2 separate regions of the Mus musculus genome follow, and region 1 is linked to region 2. A link is a contact called in public promoter capture Hi-C data. All regions are on one chromosome and are shown on one strand. The core of a region is the stretch at or near the end of the contact, and the rest is flanking DNA. Distances in the headings are between cores, read along the strand shown.

Region 1 (2,700 bases), core at 70-2,569, 1.4 Mb before region 2:
TACATAGCTTAGAGTAGGCCCCCTGAGGAATGAGGTATTTATTAGGGAGATTATGTTGTTCTTGGCATTTTCTACCAACTGCACTGTGCATTTAAGAGGAGCAGGGGAGGGAGGCAAGCACTGGAAAAATAAGCAAGGGATAAACAGCACGTGGAAGAGGAACGCTTTTCTCTCATCTCCTATTTAACCCTTAAAAGGAGGTCAGTTGTACGACTGCAAAATGAAGGATACATTGATTACTTCAGTAGGCATGTGCTGCTTTGGTTTTTATTACTGTAATGAAATACCCATGTCTGGATAACACTATCAAGGAAGGATTATTAGTTGGTGATTGCGCAGGTTCAAAGGCATGTTTCTTTAGAAGACCTTGGAGCAAATGACAGTGTTGGGAGACCCTGTAAAAGGGAAAGCTCCACTTGCTGGAAGGGCGGAGCTTTAAGGGTCACTTTGCTCTCATCCCAAGAGACCAGGGAGCCCTTCAGAGATCACTCTCCCAATGACAAAGACCTCCCTGCAGACCTCGCCTCTTAGTGATCCCATCACCTCCCATATCACCAAGCTTCCAATACTGGAATTCCCCAGCAAGCCACACCCCAACCACAGCAGAGAAGAGAGTCGGGCGAGACTCACAGACGCCCCAATCTTATATGCTTGGTAATTTAAGTCTAAGACCCTGAAGCAGAGTAGAGTGTTTATTGCCAAGGGACTGGAAGTGAGGAGATGGACTGAGTAAATGCCAATCGAAAGATATGTTTCTGCTTGACAAGAGGAATGGACTCCAGAGCTCTGTTGTGTGGCCTGGTGACTCCTGTAAATGGCAGTCTGTGTACTTGACATTACCAGGGCTTAAAGGTTCTCATCGTAGTACAGTGAGAAGCGTGTGAAGTAACGGGTGGGTTAATTGGCCCATTGGCTGTTCTGCAATGTATATGTATTTCTAAATATCACAGTTGAGGTGGGAGGTATGTGCAGGTTTTCTATGTCAGCTAAAATATACGAAGAGGATAAAACAGTTCTCGTTTTTTTGTTTTCTGTTTTTCTTCTAATTTGTACGTGTCAGGGGGTCTGCGGGTGTGTATCGTGAGTGGGAGAGCTTTATGTTCTTCGCTGCCACCCCGCTGCTCACTGACAGCCAGCTCAGTCCAACCCTATCTCCTCCGCCTCCTCATAGCCCAGTGTCGTAATCCAATCAGGGGAGAAAATCTGTAGTGTTTACTTGGCAAGCTACATTCATTCATTTTTTTCTCTCCCTCTCTGCTTAGGTATTGACAAATCTCCCAGGACTTTGGAAGGCTGAATGGACTAAACATGAAGAGCCTGAAAGCAAAGTTTCGGAAGAGCGATGTAAGTACGCAGTGACTCACAGTCTGGCTGCCCCACCGTGCTCCTTGGGCCTATGGAAACAGCCATGCTCCAGCCCTGATAAGGCTCTGGGTTAATCAACTACAGATTCCGAAGCACGGGCCCGCCAGCACAACGTGGTGTCTGCGAATGAGCGGGGTTTAGTGTGCTGTTTGTGTGTCCAGCTTTCCGAAACGCCTGTAAAGGCCAAAAGAAACTCTTCCTGTCATGGAGAGACAGGAGCAGTCAAGTGGAAGGAGCAGGAAAAGCCAGTGTTTCCAATCCTGATTTAGAATGTCATTTTATTAATTTTATATTTATTATTAATCCACTCTAGTTTTTTGCCCGACCCCCACCCCTGAGAGAATCTTACTTTGTACAGTGTCCGGCCTTGAACTGATGGCAATCCTCCTGCTTCAGCCTTCTAAGTGCTTACTCATCATAGTTGGCCAGAATAGGGGTGATAAAGGACTTACATTATTAACATTGTTCCCTTGGTCTTTAAGAACCTTGAACTCAGTGTTTGTAGTTCACTAGTCTTTTTACTCCCCCTACATTCCTGAATTTTTTTTTTTTCTCACAAAGTCCATCATAAACAACTTTAGATTGGCGGACTGGATATAAGGTCTGAAACATGAAGGTCTCCCATCAGAGAAGGTGACAAGGACTCGAATAGCGATACTCTCAAAGAGTCTTACCTCTTAAGCTGTGCTGGGATCCGAGTCTTGTAACAAGCTACATTCCAAAAGCTTCAAGCGAAACAGTTGCACGAGAGAGAAATTCATGGAAGAGCATTAGATAGAAGCCCAGGCAAGTCAACCTTCAAAATAGGCTTGCTCTGTTACTGCCTAAGATTGCGTAATTAAAGGCAAGCCTGGAGTTTTGTGCTCTGCCATGAATTTATTTCAGCAGGTTGGCACGGTTTCGAGTTTGCAGTAAAGGAGGCTGCATCTTCATGGCTAGTGCACTCTGCGTGCACCTACTTATCTCTCAGACTGCGCTGTGATGAGTAGCTGTGTACTTACTACTTTGATAAGAGGCCAGACTCGATGCTTCGAGAGTGACTCCAAAGTATCAGCTCTTGAAAAAAAAAAAAAAGTAACAAGAAATCTTAGAGAAAAATTCATTTCACTCTTAAGGCAAATTAACTGCAACTCAGAGAATGTGAAGTGACTTGAGCAAGGTCAGATAGTTAAACCCTTCTGTCACTTCCTCAGACGCCCCTCCCCCAAGCACACTTTACTATGCTCCCCGGCTGGCCGATGGTACTAAGCCTATGTGTCACCTTTGGCTTCAATTAAAGAGGAAAGGCTAGTAATACACTGCCTTGCCCAGTTCCAGAGGTACCAGTCTATAAAT
Region 2 (2,700 bases), core at 96-2,595:
TAGCTTTGCCATAAAACGACAGATAATTTGGCTTTTGGGTAATTTCTATTATAAGTGAGTTCTGATCACAGGTTAGAAGTTAAGTGTTTACGATCCTTTGCAGAAGTTTGAAGGTTAATTCTGCTAGAATTCTTTCCTAGCACAATGGGATAAAACTTTCTTCACCTCTGCCACGCTATTATATCTGTGTCCTTTCTTGCCCTAATTCTTGGGTTACATCCTATTCAACTATAAATCCAAACAAATTGACTATTTGAAAAGAAAATTGTTTTCACAAAGCCTATATACAGGCTTCTTGTGACCTATTACCTGTTGGCACTAATATGTATTTCTCCTACCTGACCCAGTCTTTTTGTTGTTGTTGTTTTTGGTGTTTGTTTGTTTGTTTGTTTGTTTTGTTTTCGTTTTTTTGAGACAGGGTTTCTCTGTATAGCCCTGGCTGTCCTGGAACTCACTTTGTAGACCAGGCTAGCCTTGAACTCAGAAATCTGCCTGCCTCTGCCTCCTGAGTGCTGAGATTAGAGGCATTCGCCACCACACCCAGATCTGGCTCAGTCTTTTATCAGTGATCCATGTACATGAAGTTGCTGTTATCATGAGCCCCAAACCAAACCATGGAACCAGGACATTTGTGATGTTAAGAGTAACATATCAGGTCCTGGAAATAAGATGATGTCCTGGTGACATGCAAACTTTGAGGCCTGGGTACTTATATAGAAGAACATCTTTCAAAACCAAAAATGTTTATGAATGTTAGCTTCCCCAGAAAAATCAAGAAATGTTCACTGCTCCCTTTGTGGGATAAATAGGCTGAACACTGCATGATCTGCCTCCCACCCACTCACAACTAAAACCCCAGTAGAGAAGCCTTTCTTACAAACCCCCCTCTGCATTCCTCCTGCTGTTTCCACATCACATTATATCACCATCTACTGCTGTTCTCTCCCTTGGGTAGAGTCCTCTCTGAGCACAACTTTGCACACACAGTCCATAGCCCCTCCCACAGGTGTGGTCTACACCTAGATAGAAAAATCTCATGTAAGGTCAATTATGTGTGATTTTTGTGAAACATGTTAACCCAGGTATCACAGTTTAAGAAGACTCTATATTCCCAGCAAGAACTTACTCAGTGTAGATATAGTCAGGATTTTTGCAGCCTCCAAGAGAAGAACCTCAAGGAGAAAGAAGCTCACAAGAAGCCAACTCCGATGTGCAGCCATCTATAGAACATGTGAAGCCCTGGCACAGGTTGCACACCTAGAAAGCTGTGCTCCACTAAGGGATCCTGTAAGGCTCTGTCACAAAGCACTGTCTGTTGCCGTGAAATGGGGTAAAGGGAGAAAATAGTTTATATTCTTTTTCCAAATGCCCTTTTGCCCTTGGCCTTGTCTCTGCTAATCTCTTTCCAGTGGATACTGTTTCACCCTCCTTAACTAGTGTTGAAAGAAAAAACAGGTGAAGAGTTAATTTTTAACTTGTCCTAAAATCACAATATTTTCCTTGTTAGCCTCAAAAAACTCTAAAGTGGGAATGTAGGGACCTTGGCAAACCCTGTCAATGACCGCATCCTAAAGTGGCATATACCATGGACATTTTACAAGCCTAGTCACAAGCTTACAAGATGCTACTTCCTCCATCACTCCTCTATCTGTATCCTAATGCCATGTCTGGAGCTCATTACCCTGGGTACAAGTTTTTAAATCTCCAGTGGTGCCAATCATGAACTAATCTTCAAGGAAAACACTCAAGATTATTGCTTGACATGTCTTACTATTCACAGATGCATGAAAATGTGCTAGTGGCCTATGTACCCAAAAGGCAGAAGAAAAAATTGTTAAACCTCCAATTCTGAATGAACTTCATGAAACAGAACAGAACTATTCCACAATCCTTCCAAGAACAAGTTCAGGACAGAGTCCAGATCCGTTTACTTGTAGATCAGCACGGGAGGAAGGAGCACACTGCCCCGAGCAGTCATCTTCACACTCCAGTGTAAAACCAAACTGCTTTAGCCAAGTTTCCCAGTGCAGTTTCCAGCTCCAAAGCAGGAAAAGAATCTGCCTCTGTATTTACCAAGCATGCAGAATACAGCCTTGAATTCTGCTCTACTCTGTAGCAGTGTGTCTTGTGTCTCTAAGACTTTGTCTATGCCTGAGTTTAAGCATGATACTCTGGTATAATTCACAGTCATAAAACTGAAGAGACAAAAAGAAGAAGAAATAGTGTGAGAAAGAGGACTGCAGTGTTCTTCCCCCAAAAACTCAGTCAAACTTTTGTTCTCATATTTCTCAAATGTATTAGGGTAATGGTTAACTTATTGTCAGCTACAGTAGACTAAGGGATACTCAGACAGCTGGTAAGGAAGGCATCACTTTTGGCCAGGTGTGAGGCTCCTTCCAGATGGAAGTAGTTTTGGTATCAGTGAAGAGAGTAAGGAAATTCCACCCTCACCCAAAGTGTCTGAGCACCATCATGTCCACTGAGGTTCTGGAAGCAAAAGTTCTCTCTCTCTCTCTCTCTCTCTCTCTCTCTCTCTCTCTCTCTCTCTCTCTCTCTCTCCCTCTCCCTTCCCCTCCCCCTCCCTCTTTCCCTCTCCCTCCCCCTCCCTCTTTCCCTCTCCCTCCCCCTCCCTCTTTCCCTCTCCCTCTCCCTCCCCCTCCCCCTCCCCCTCCCTCTCCCTCTTTCCCTCTCCCTTTTCTG

The links. Promoter capture Hi-C pulls out the DNA fragments that hold promoters and counts their contacts.
Region 1: a contact with region 2 is called in a promoter capture Hi-C map of liver, with 4 times the contacts expected there. The contact joins the enhancer-like site here to the promoter of Ugt3a1 in region 2. A contact is called at or near these places in 2 of 39 promoter capture datasets (liver and pre-B cells) and 1 of 9 other capture datasets (liver).

Annotation. Positions count from the first base shown.
Region 1 is chr15:10,689,015-10,691,714 of GRCm38.p6, reverse strand. It overlaps Rai14 (retinoic acid induced 14), which reads left to right. Exons shown (of 18, transcript NM_001166408.1): 2 at 1,263-1,344. The coding sequence starts at 1,309. Among named protein-coding and RNA genes, the nearest start is that of Gm52214, 19 kb to the left of the region's middle. Within about 2 kb of position 1,319, at least 82 of the 459 cell types and tissues checked have an H3K27ac peak or open chromatin away from gene starts, as enhancers often do. A contact at or near this core is called in liver, where this site is marked.
Region 2 is chr15:9,278,474-9,281,173 of GRCm38.p6, reverse strand. It overlaps Ugt3a1 (UDP glycosyltransferases 3 family, polypeptide A1), which reads right to left and starts at 1,345. Exons shown (of 7, transcript NM_207216.2): 1 at 1,127-1,345. The coding sequence starts at 1,220.